Linked DNA regions of Capsicum annuum: region 1 is linked to region 2. A link is a contact called in public Hi-C data. All regions are on one chromosome and are shown on one strand. Each heading gives the region's core, a stretch centred on a gene start, on an enhancer-like site or on the middle of the called end of the contact. The rest is flanking DNA. Distances are from core to core; before and after follow the strand shown. Region 1 holds the start of LOC107868008 (formin-like protein 6). Region 2 holds the start of LOC107868009.

Region 1 (3,030 bases), core at 169-2,668, 310 kb after region 2:
TGATGAATTAGTGAACTTACCCTTGAGCCGACTCTGCCTCCAATTTTTTGGGAGGCTGATAGTGGAGGCAGAGGCGGAGGTGGAGGTGGAGGTGGAGGCGGTGGTGGAGGGGGAGCTGGAGCTTGAACTTTTGACATTTCATGGGATTGGTTGCTTATTGATTTAAGCCTTGCTATATCTGGTGGAGGTGGTAGCGCAGAGAATTTCACCCTTTGTGGCACAACATAAGTTAGACTTGGCTTCTTTTGCTGCAATGTAAGTTCTTGTTCTTGTTGTGGTGGTGGAGATGGCGGTGAAGCTTGCTTCACTGATGGTATTATTGGGCGTTTTATATCAGGTGATGAACACAAAAGGGACAATCTCGGAGAAGTTCTCTTTGAATGGGGAATTGAATTATTATTCACATGATTTTCTACTCTAGATTTAGTCACTATGTTACCACTACTACTAATATTATATGGCTTGTAAATTTTGATTTCACGAAGATGATTTTCTTCGTCGGACGATGAAATTCTTTGATCAGGTGAATTTGTTATGGTAGGAGGAGGGAAGGCTCTAGTACTTCTCAATGGAGGAAGTGGTTGAAGTTCTGGACTTGGTCTAGACCTGTCTGATTTCTTAGCAGGGCTAAGTTTCCTATAAGGTGAAGCATTATTAGCAACACTATTGGAGTGGTTCACTTGGGTTTGTTGAGAGGATGATGATGGTTCAACTGTTCCAATGTAAAGAAAATTGGAAGGTGGCATTCTTGATTCTTCATTGGCTCGATGAGAGTTGTTCCTACTGTTGTTACTAACGAGCTTTTGGGTTTCATCAGGGTGTTTAGCTTTGTGTTTGTAGATGTAGAATCCCAAAGCGGATAGCATTCCAAGAGTGACAATGCCAACAGACACTGCAATTGCCAGTTTCTTGGTTGGGTTTGTTGGATGAGAGGAAATTGGGCTTGTTCTTGAAACTGGTGTCCCATTTGGTTGAATTGGTTGAACTTCTTGTTGTGGCGTTTGATCTGGGGTTGCTATAGAGGGGACTTCTGGGAAAAAGGGGTGGTCTGGGGTGGGGAAAATGGGTTCAGAAACTAGTGGTGGTGGGGGTGGAGGTGGAGGTGGGTATGACGAAGTGTCTGGAAAAAGTGGCTGATGAAGAATTCTTCTTGTTTTGGGATTGTTAATGAGATCTTGAATTTGGGTGTTTGCTGTTGCAAAAGTAGTGACAATTAGTAATAGTAGTTTTATTGAAAAATTGCAAATGGGATGAGCTCTCATTGTGTGTTTCTTCTTCTTTTTCTACAACTCATCTTCTTGTGGTTTTTGTTTCCACAATCTCCAGTGGTGTCGCTCAAGATGTAGAGAGAGAGAAAAGCTTCTTTAAGCAGCTACACTTTCAAAAGGGTATGGTGGAATCTAGATTTGTGCTTGTAGTGAGTTTTGGAATAATAATACTAATAATAATTAAAACTAAAAATTAAGCAAATACACAATTTATATTTTTAATATTATAAAAAATCTTCACTTTTTACTCAATATATACACAGAATGTTATGTATATATTAGTTATATTATACATATTAATAAAAAAAAAATAATTAAAAAATAGAAAAGAGTGTAATTAATTTCAAAAAAATTAATATTTATGTTATTTATACTAATTAAAATGAAAGAGATGTTGTGCTGGGGTTAAAATTAAAGGACCACGTCGCTTGTTTGGATGATTTATACATGTTCACAATACCCTTGTTGTAGAGGTAGCATTTTGAAAAAGGACACACTCTATAGCACCTTTTTAAAATAAATAATTCAAGTTTGATATTTTTTAAAAAAAATTTATTTTTTATTTTATAGTCATTTCCTAATTTAGGTTATTTTGGTGTATGTGGTTCAGATACAATTCATATAAAATATTGATACAATTTATATATAATACTGATATAATTTTCAATTTGGGATATTCGGCCCTTTTAAAAATGGATGAATCTCAAAAATAGACCCAACTTAGGATGACTTTCAAATTTTAGCCCCAAATAAAAAAGTTTCCTTAATATAGTCTTTACCTGTTAACTATTATTTTTTGAATAAAATTACCCTGATCAATGGAGTAAATTACATAAATGATCCTCATAATGGATAACAACTCCATATTTATGTCTTTCAACTTTCCTTTTTTTCTCTTTTTAATTTTACGTTGATTTTTATTTTTTCTTTTCTCTTTTTATTTTTAATTTTATCTAACCCTTACTTTTTTCCTTTTTTCCTCTCAAATTCTTTTTTTCTTTTTTATTTTCTATTATTTTTATTTTTTATTTTTCTTTCCTTTTTTTTAAATTTTTTTTAGTTTTTCTCAATCCTTACTTTTTTCCTTTACACCATTCAACGTCTAATTTTATACAAACATATATATATATATATATATATATATATATATATATATATATATATTTATATATTTTTTTTCTTTTTTTTCTTTTTATATTTTTCTACCTTTATTTTTATTCAATCTTTCTTTTTTTTTTTTATCAACCTTTAATTTTTTCCTATTCTCTCTCAACTTCTACATTTTCTTTGATTTTTATTTTTTTAATATTTTTCTTCATTTTCTTCTTTTTTCGCAATCTTTATTATTTTTGTTCTTTTCTCCGATTTCTTCCATTCAAGTTACATTTCCTGAGCAAGAGTTGAGACTATCACATTATAAAGGCAAGACTTATGACTTTCGAACAATAAACTATGTTTCATGGGCAAGAGTTGACACTACTACATTGTAGAGGCAAGACTTATGACTTTCAAATAACAAGTTATGTTTCATGGGAAAGAGTTGACACAACCACATCGTATTTTGATATATGAGATGTTTTATAACTCTTATCTTAGAGGCAAGACTTAGCTCGGGAACTTTCAAACAACAAATTATACTTCACAGGCAAGTGTTGACTCTACCACGTTATGTTTTTTCATTTATGAGATGTTTTACAACTATTGCCTTAAAGGCAAGACTTAGCTCAAGGACTTTCAAACTACAAATTATACCCCACGGGCA
Region 2 (3,052 bases), core at 153-2,652:
AACTTTTCAAATCGAAATACTAGGAAAATAAAGATACGAAAATAGTCAAGATATATAAGAAGTGAAAAGATGCCACAGAAAGTTGGACCAAAGGTCAGAAAGTTACAACAATTCCTGAAACTTGAAATAAGGAGTACAACTATATGCAATACCTGCAAGGACCGGAATATGACAGGCTCAGCAAGACAAAAAATGAGCTTCTCTACTCCCTCTGTGGTTCTCTGATTAATAAATCCCCCTAAAACCCTTCGAGTGGACACAGCAAGTACAGCTGAACTAGCATGTATACAGCTATCTATTATCCCTTGCAAGAACCCATTCTCAATCTCATCCTTAGCCATTTCTTCCGACACCTTCCACGCCCGAAAAACAATCTCCCCAAACGCCTCCAAAATCGACTTACGTCCAAACGGAATCTGTGATTTAAGCATAGCCAACGCCTCTTTCAAAAGCTGCACGCTCAAACCAAACGTAAACGCAATAAATTTCCTCCCATCCTCCGTCTTCAAAAAAAGAGGCGAAATCACACAACGCATTATCAAATGCTTCAAATCCTCAATACTCTCATCCTCAAAATCCAACAGCGTAAATGCCTCCCTCAACACATAAACCCTATGCACATCCACTTTCTTCTTCAACGTCAATGCCCTCGACAACAAAAATGGCAACGCCTGAGAAATAAGCACTTCCTTCCCAAACAGCCCCTCCTTCCACCAATCCTCGCATAAATTAGCAATCTCCGATGCCAAAACAGAATCAATATCAAAAAAAATCAAACTATCATGTAACTCCTTAACCCCCTGCAACAAATCCGATTCACTAAACACTTTTCTCGGATGAGAAACACAAAGAGACCCCACATACACATATATACGAATATTCTCAACTATCAATCCCTTCGCCTCATCTTCATTGTCTCCTTCTTCTTCACACTTCTTGTTCCTAGCAGATCTGCGTACGCGTTTAGTAGGCGGGGTTTGAGGAGATAAAACGACATCGTTGGATTCATTCACGGCTTTGTATTTACGAATGGATTGTGTAATGGAGTTGTGGAGAGCGAGCGGGAGCGTAGTGATGAGAGCTGAAGAAGGGGAGAGGGAATGGATTAGGGTTTTGAGAGAGGGTTTAATGGATTTATTGAAACCCAGTTTTGTTATTGAAGAAAGGAATTCTTCGGCAGAAGTTTTGAGCGAAGAACGAAGGCGTTTCTCCATTGATGGGATGAAGAATTTTAGCGGATTTTCTTGTTCTAGAAAGGGTGGGAGGGAAGGAAGACGTCGACGGTGGTGAATTTTGAATTTGAATAAAAGGGATGCTAGCGCTTGGACGTGTATTTTATTTGGGATAAGAGTTGTGAGAAAAGATCCGGAATGACTTTTTTCTTTCAACAAGTTTGTCCTTTCTTATCCAATTTTTGAGCCATATTTAGGTTTATAATGAAAAAAATACTCACTCCGTTTAAAAAAAGAATGATCTAATTTAACTTTATATAGAGTTTAAGAAAATAAAGAGACTTTTAAATTTTGTGATGTTAAATTAAAGATATGTCAAATGTACCAAAATATCTTTTAATCTTGTGGTCTTAAACATGTCATGTGGAAAGTTGAAATTAAATAATTGCTAAAAAGGAAAAGGAATCATTCTTTTTTAAACGAATTAAAAAGAAAAGTAGATCATTCTTTTTTAAACGGAGAGAGTATCATATTTACCCTTTAGGGATCGTTTGGCGTACGGAATAAGAAAAGATAATTTCGGGATAACTTTTTAGTATCCCTTAATCCGTTGTTTGGTTACAAAAGTATAAGATAACTTATCCTAGGATTAATAGTTAGTACCGGAATAAGTTAACCCTATCATGCGGTGGTATAGTAATATCGCAATAACTTATACCAGGATAAAATGTGTAAAATAACAAAAATATTCTTCATAAACTCTTTTTTTTACATCACTTTTTCACATCCATATATATATTTTCATAATTTTTAATATCATTTCCTTCACTACTCGTTATTTTTTTGATAATATATTTTTCTATTAAAAAATTACATTATAAATATAATTGTATTTATGAATATATTATACGTTGAATTTGTTTGCCTAATGCTTATGTTTACTTATAATTTGATTTCTTTTATAAAAATATTGACTCCACTACTTAATAACATATTTTTAATTAAATAATCTTTTGTTACTTAAAAATTTAAAGTTTATATATCAATTAAAATAAAGATAACTTTAATATTTTATAATATAAGAGTGATATGTGTTTAAATGAAGTGACAAAAACAAGAAAATTTCTTTTATTAAAACAAATTTAAGATGAAAATTTTATTTTTAAAAAGCGCACGATACAATCATGAGAATACACACACAAAAATATTTAAGCTAAATAAGATGAAAATCTTATTTTTAAGAATGAAAGAGTAAAGTTCGAAAAGAAAATGTAAGAAAAAAATAAAATGAAATGGAGGATATTTTTGTAATCAAACAATATTCGTAGAAACTATACAATGAAAACTGACCTAAAATGCGCTTTCCACCTACCTATTAGGTCTAAACTGCTCTTTCCATCTAACTATTGGGTCTATTTTACCCTTTTATTTAGGCAAATTACATGAAAAGCTATCCTTACGACTTAACTACGTAAATAATAGTACTTTTTCAATATTACAAAAATAATTTTTTTTACATGTATAGCCATTTAAAAAATCAGAAAAGATAATTATAATTCTTAATTTAATGTTATAACTAATTATCAGTTCATCTTACTTTAAGAGATACATTTTCAATCTTCAAATTCAAAGTGAAAAAGATAATCGCTGCTTCCAAATCTTTATTTCTCTTGTATTCAAAATATTTTAAAATAAATTAAATATTTCATTATTTGCTAGTGTATATTTCTTCTTATTTTCATGTATGTTAATAATCTAGTATGCCATCTTGTTCCATTCTTTACTATGTATTTGTGTAGTATTTCGTGTCTCGAGCCGCGGGTCTATCGGAAACAACCTTTCTACTTCTTTAGAGGTAGAGGTATGGACTGCGTACATCT

What was found. Hi-C and Micro-C count contacts between places; a contact is called where the count stands out from the background.
Region 1: a Hi-C map of placenta shows a contact between it and region 2, with 3 times the contacts expected there. The contact joins the promoter of LOC107868008 here to the promoter of LOC107868009 in region 2. A contact is called at or near these places in 2 of 5 Hi-C or Micro-C datasets (leaf and placenta).

What each region holds. Positions count from the first base shown.
Region 1 is chr4:38,840,325-38,843,354 of UCD10Xv1.1, forward strand. It overlaps LOC107868008 (formin-like protein 6), which reads right to left and starts at 1,419. Exons shown (of 5, transcript XM_016714544.2): 1 at 21-1,419. The coding sequence starts at 1,262.
Region 2 is chr4:38,534,278-38,537,329 of UCD10Xv1.1, forward strand. It overlaps LOC107868009, which reads right to left and starts at 1,403. Exons shown (of 5, transcript XM_016714545.2): 1 at 153-1,403. The coding sequence starts at 1,214.